Regions from separate parts of the Mus musculus genome. Here region 2 is linked to region 1. Evidence: chromatin contacts called from public ChIA-PET data. All regions are on one chromosome and are shown on one strand. The core of a region is the stretch at or near the end of the contact, and the rest is flanking DNA. Distances in the headings are between cores, read along the strand shown. Region 1 overlaps Herc1 (HECT and RLD domain containing E3 ubiquitin protein ligase family member 1). Region 2 has its middle 19 kb from the start of Gm39364.

What was found. ChIA-PET counts read pairs in DNA pulled down with a chosen protein or histone mark.
Region 2: a contact with region 1 is called in an RNA polymerase II ChIA-PET map of memory CD8 T cells, with 47 read pairs. The contact joins two enhancer-like sites. A contact is called at or near these places in 1 of 15 datasets of contacts at CTCF or cohesin (pro-B cells), 14 of 484 Hi-C or Micro-C datasets (B cells, CD8 T cells, ECoMG myeloid progenitors and 9 more) and 4 of 115 datasets of contacts at active chromatin or transcription factors (T-cell acute lymphoblastic leukemia, embryonic stem cells, memory CD8 T cells and 1 more).

Annotation. Positions count from the first base shown.
Region 1 is chr9:66,491,090-66,494,093 of GRCm38.p6, reverse strand. It overlaps Herc1 (HECT and RLD domain containing E3 ubiquitin protein ligase family member 1), which reads right to left. Exons shown (of 78, transcript NM_145617.3): 69 at 1,967-2,136; 70 at 800-938. Among named protein-coding and RNA genes, the nearest start is that of Fbxl22, 22 kb to the left of the region's middle. Within about 2 kb of position 1,598, at least 28 of the 459 cell types and tissues checked have an H3K27ac peak or open chromatin away from gene starts, as enhancers often do. A contact at or near this core is called in B cells, CD8 T cells and memory CD8 T cells, where this site is marked.
Region 2 is chr9:66,280,014-66,283,017 of GRCm38.p6, reverse strand. No RefSeq gene overlaps it. Among named protein-coding and RNA genes, the nearest start is that of Gm39364, 19 kb to the left of the region's middle. Within about 2 kb of position 1,432, at least 72 of the 459 cell types and tissues checked have an H3K27ac peak or open chromatin away from gene starts, as enhancers often do. A contact at or near this core is called in B cells, CD8 T cells and memory CD8 T cells, where this site is marked.

The DNA of each region.
Region 1 (3,004 bases), core at 349-2,848:
CACTATTCATATTTTATGATGGAATAAACTGGCAGTAACTAGACTTGTATTGAGTCACTGAATAAACATCTTTTTGCTAATGGCTACTGGAGTGACAAATATAACACCTCAGAGCTTTTATTTTATTTCGTTAGTTTTTCAACACAGGGTTTTCCTATGAGGCCATGGCTGTCCTGGAATTTGCTCTGTAGGCTTGGCTGTCCTAGACTGCTTCCTGAGTGCTGGGATTAACGATGTGAAGCACCTCCACCCAGCTCTCCTCAGTTCCTTTGTGATAGTAAGTCTTGCAAAGCAACTGCCATCTTTTTATTGGTGTGTTTTGAGAAAGGGTTTTCCTACCAGCCCTAGCTGACCTACAACTTTCTATGTAGATGAGGCTGGGCTGGAATTCACATAGATCCCTTTGCCTCTGCCTTCCAAGTGCTGGGATTAAAGTTGGATCAGGATGGCCAGTTCTATTTGCTACCTTTTTATCGATACAGGTATATTTATACTTACCTATATAAGTGTATGTATACTTAGTAGAAGCTCTAATTTAATTAATTCTTGTTTGCCTAAAAAACATGCTGATTTCTTTGAGGACTGAGAGAAAGAGAGGGCATGAAGTTTGGCTATATACTGAAGTCTGCAGAAGAAATGCATGATATGAAATATTTATGGTGCTTGTAGCAAAAAGAATACTCCAAGCCTTGATGCATTTTAGACATGTTGGATGCAGTGAGAACTGCAAGCAGATAGAGCATCACGACACGACTGAAAGTAGAAGAGCAGCTGGAAGAGCACAAATGGTCCGTCTCACCTGGTGCTCTTGGTGGGACTGGTGGGGCTGTCCATGCAGCACTGTGGCAACGGCCCGCTGAAATCTGGCGGATGTTTTTCCCTTGCAGAACTGTTACCAGGGTTGGTTCTCGAACGTGGTTGGTGTGGCCTAGGCCAAGCTAAGAATAAAAAAGCAAATGCACAGAGATTGAAGAAGCAGAAGGCAGGCCAATGAAATCTATTAACATCTGAGTCATGCATCAACTTCAATAACGAATAAATTCAGCCGGGTGTGGTGGCGCATGCCTTTAATCCCAGCACTTGGGTGGCAGAGGCAGGTGGATTTCTGAGTTCCAGGCCAGCCTGGTCTACAGAGTGAGTTCCAGGACAGCCAGGGCTACACAGAGAAACCCTGTCTGGAAAAACAAAAACAAACAAACAAACAAACAAACGAATGAATAAATTCTGATTTCTCTATCACAGTAGTAGTCCTTATAAGTTTAGACTGTCCCCTAAAAGCATTAGTCTTAACAACTGGTCACACTCTTGAATTCTTGGAAGAGGTATCTTGGAAAGGGTAGGAGTTCTTGTTAAGTGAAAAAAGAAGGCTCTCCAGAACTCTTACTTAAGACACACTGGTTTCTGGGTACACAGATATAAAATATACATGGCTCCAATTCTCTGCTCTTAGCAGCAGCAGTTAAGTGTTCAACATCAAGGAAGATTTTGTCAAAACCTAACCAGGGAATTCCCCAAAGGCTCCTCACCATTGGTTCTCCTTTCATCAAGATTACTGCAACCACAACTTCCTGATCTGCTAATGCAGGTATGAGGAGAATGTAAATGCTCACTAAAACAACTTTGAATAAGAGGGTCTCTGATCTGAGATTATGGGAGGAAGTGAGGATGGCTCTGCTTGTGGGCTGAAAACCACTGTAGAAGCATCAGTCTCTCAGACATCTCCTACCAACGTCTCTCTTCCATATACAGATAGACAGAAGGACTAAGGACACAGACCTGAAGTCTTTTTACATTCTCTTCATTTTCATTCCTGCCCTTACTCCTGTGACTACAGGGGATGACAAGATTTCTTGCACAAGCAAAGGATTCTCTGAACACTAATATTTTAAAATACAAAGACACTCTTACAAATAAACAACACCGTCAGATTTCTAGAGTATGCAAGAGCAGCAAATATGCCATTTACCTGCCCTTCTGAATTGCTACCCCAGGCATAAACATCTCCAGTTGATGCCAAAGCAAGTGTGTGTTCAGCTCCAACAGCCACATCTTCAATGACCACTCCAGCCAGGACAGGGATTTGTTGGGGTCGATTATGATTACGAGCACGTCCCTCAGGCAAGCCTATCAATCGGTCTGGAAGAATAGCAAGAGGAAGTGTTATAGATGGCACCCTGAAGTTTGTGTTCTGTAAGAAACCATTAACTTCTTGCCTTAGAATGACAATCATGCAGGACCCTGATATAGCTGTCTCTTGTGAGGCTATGCCAGTGCCTGGCAAATACATAAGTGGATACTCACAGTCATCTATTGGATGGAACACAGGGCCCCTAATGAAGGAGCTAGAGAAAATACCCAAGGAGCTAAAGGGGTCTGCAAGCCTATATGAGGAACAACAATATGAACTAACCAGTACCCCCCAGAGATATATCTCTAGTTATATATGTAGCAGAGGATGGCCTAGTCAGGCATCAGTGGAAGGAGAGGCCCTTGGTCTTGCGAAGATCATATGCCCCAGTACAGGGGAATGCCAGGGCCAGGAAGCAGGAGTGGGTGGGTTGGGGAGCAGGGCAGGGGGATGGTATAGGGGGCTTTGGGGATAGCATTTGAAATGTAAATGAAGAAAATATCTAATTAAAAAAAGTGTTTTAATACACACACACACACACAAAAGAATGACAATCATGTACACAACATGGTGCAAAAACCTGCTATTCCAGCAAAATACACTAAATTTTAAGTAACAAGTCTGAGGCTATTCCTGTATGAAATGTTAGTCTTTTTATTTATATAGAAAATTAAAACTAAAGTCAGTAAGTCAAGGCAAGAGGGTTTTTCAATACTCTCATATTAAAAGGACTGACACATGTTCAACAAGGCCTTCAAGTTTCTTGTGTTCTTAAAAAGAATGACATTCAACCTGTTTTAGCTCAAATTTCTACCCCACCTCTCTCTTTACCCTTGTTGCTCAATAACCTCCAGGTCCATTAGGCATGGCATCCGA
Region 2 (3,004 bases), core at 183-2,682, 210 kb after region 1:
CAAATGATGAAGTTGGCCATCTGCCCTTAAAAAGGGATGACTATGCGCCTACTAGTCCCTCATCCCTACCATCAGAGTAGCATCTTCCATTGTAAATCTTTTCAAGGATGCAGAACCTGGGTTAGAAAGATGGCTCAGTGGTTAACAGAGCTGACTGTTTTTCCAGAGGACAAGGGTTCAATCCTTGTAGCTCTCACTACTGTCTGTAAGTCCAGGTGGTCTGATGCCCTCTTCTGGCTTCTGTGGAAACTGCATGCACATGGTGCACACTTATGTGCAGACAAAACAGCAATACACATTGGGGGGTTGAGGTGGGGGGAGATGCAGATGTGTTAGTTTGATTTCTGTTGTTTTTTTTTTTTCACTTTTTAAAAATGAGAACAGTGGGTTTTTTTTTTTAAGGTGTATTTATTTTATTTCTATGGGTACACTGTGGCTGTCTTCAGACACCAAAAGAAGGCACCAAATCCCATTACAGATGGCTATAAGCCACCATGTGGTTGCTGGAAATTGAACTCAGGACCTTTGGAAGAGTAGTCAGTGCTCTTAACTGCTGAGCCATCTCTCCAGTCACCTGTTTGCTTTTGTTTTAAAACAGTAATATAGCTCAGGCTAGCCTAAATTCACAACTCACTATGCAGCAAAAGATAACCTTGAATTCCTGGTCCTCTTGTTTCTGGCTCCAGAGTGCTAGGATTGCAGGCATGCACCAGCGTGTATGGTTTATGCAGTGCTGGGGCCTACGAAAGACCTCAGACTACCAACTTTCCACTGCTGTGACAGAAGGCCTATGATAATCAACAGAAAAAGAAGAAAGGATTATTTGGGCTCACAGTCTGGGAGGTTTAGGTCCATGGCTGCTTGCCTCTGCTGCCTTGGGGGTCTGTGGTGAGACATCATGACAGAAGCTGCTCATATATGACATCTAGAAAGCAAAAAGACAGAAATATTTGGGCATGGTATACACCTGGGTTCCCAGCTCAGGGGAGGCTGAGGCAGGAGGGTTGCAAGTTCAAGGCCAGCCTGGGCTACATAGTGAGCCCTTGTCTCTGAATGCAAACAAAACAAATGCCAACCCCCCTGGAAGCCTTAGTTTCCTAAGCTTTCTCAAGATGGCTGTGAGAACAGAAGGCAATAAAGACCTGGTGTGAGGCAGATGCTTCTAGAATGCAAACCACAGGGTGGGGGCGGGGGGAGTGGAGAGGCACAGGCAGACCGGCAAGAAGGCAGCAGCTGCTGCTGCTCTCTAGCAAGGCTCCTTTGCATTTGGCCGTAGGCAGCTGAAGGGGCCAGACAGGCGGAAAGCGAAGGTGCTTTGCAGCTGGGCAGTGAGGTTTCTTAACCAACCGAGCTTCACAGAATGTTCAGGATGTGGGCCGGCCCCCAGCATGCACTGGGGAAAACCAAAGGACGAGAAACAAGAGGCATGTCACGTCAAGGGCCTTGCTCATCACATATCACATGTCACCAGAGTGGTTGGCAGAGGCAGCAAACAACACCATGGGAACTCCATCTCCTTCTTCCATTTGCTCCATCCAGCCTACTCACTGATGAATTTATGTTTTACGCTAGTCCATAAAGCACAGTTGTTAGGACAGAAGCCACTTTCTGAGTGCAGTACACTAAGTGCCGCCATGCTTTAGCTAATCCAACCGAATAGTCATAGGAGCCCTGCGGGGAAGATATTGGCATGCCCCCGTTTTACAAATGGGAAAGCTGAGGCCCAATACCTTGGTAAATAAATAAATAAATAATCACCCAGCTAAGAAGATGTCAGAAATGTCATTCAAACTCTGAGACCTAACCTGACTCTCAGGCCAGGGTTTTCAGATCAGTACCGTGGACCTAGGCTAGAAGACATTTTCATATTTTCTTTTTTCTTTTTTTTTTCCCCCTTGAAACCGGTCTATGTAGCCCTTGCCAGAACATACTATCTAGACCAGGCTGATCTTGAACTCACAGAGATCCACCTGCCTCTGCCTCCTAAGTACTGACATTAAAGACACATGCCAGCACATCCTGCTGGGAGACACTTTCTAGGGAAAAGAGGTAAGTACCTACAGGCTTTGGAGGAGCAGGAAAGCCCACCTCCTGGGCCAGTGTCCAGTGAGGAGGGGGTAAGAGACATTGCCTACCATCACCCAGCAGTGGGCATGGAGAGAGGCACTACACCCCTCCATCAGTGCCCTTCTCTCAGTAGAGACCTCAGCTGCCTCCTAGCAGTTTGGGGGAAAACCAATTGTGCCCTAGGCTCTAAGGCACTAAGCCTTAGGTATAGACAATCACAATTTATCCTGGTCCCCCCACCCCCCTCGATCTAGGGATGTGCATGCAGACCAAGAAAGGCTTTGCTGTGGTTTCAGAATGTCTGTGCTCACTTCCTGTAAAGACATATGCAAATTACTTTTCTCATTGCTGAGACCTAACACCTGGTCAGAAGCAACTTAAAGCTAGGAGGCATGGTGGCTCACACCTCTGTGAGTCTGGGAGCAGCTTGGTCTATATTGTGAATTAATTCCAGACCTGCCTGCCAGGGCTACCTAGTGAGACCCTGTCTCAAAAGAAAAAAAAGAAAAAGGAAGGAGAAGAAATAGAAGAAGGTCTATTTTGACTTACAGTTGGGATACAGTGCATCGTGGCAAAGGCATACAAGCAGGAGTGTGAAGTGGCTGGCCACACTGTGTCTGCTGTGTGGAAGCAGAGGCAGACAGATGCTGGGGTTCAACTAGATCTCTGTTTGTTATGTAGTCCAGAACCCTAGCCCCATGAATAGCATCCACAGCTGCAGTGGGATTCTCCAGCTTAGTTAACCTAAACTAGAATCTCCCTCACTGACACGCCCAGATATTTGTCTGGAGGGGATTCTGGATCCTGTCAACTTGGCAACTTCAACTCTCGAAGTATCTTTCTGCCTGATGCTCTCAGTTGAGTAAACATTGTAAAGTAGTTTTGCCTCCCCCTGGACAAGTATTAGGATAAAGGACAAAAAAGCCTGGTCTGTTTA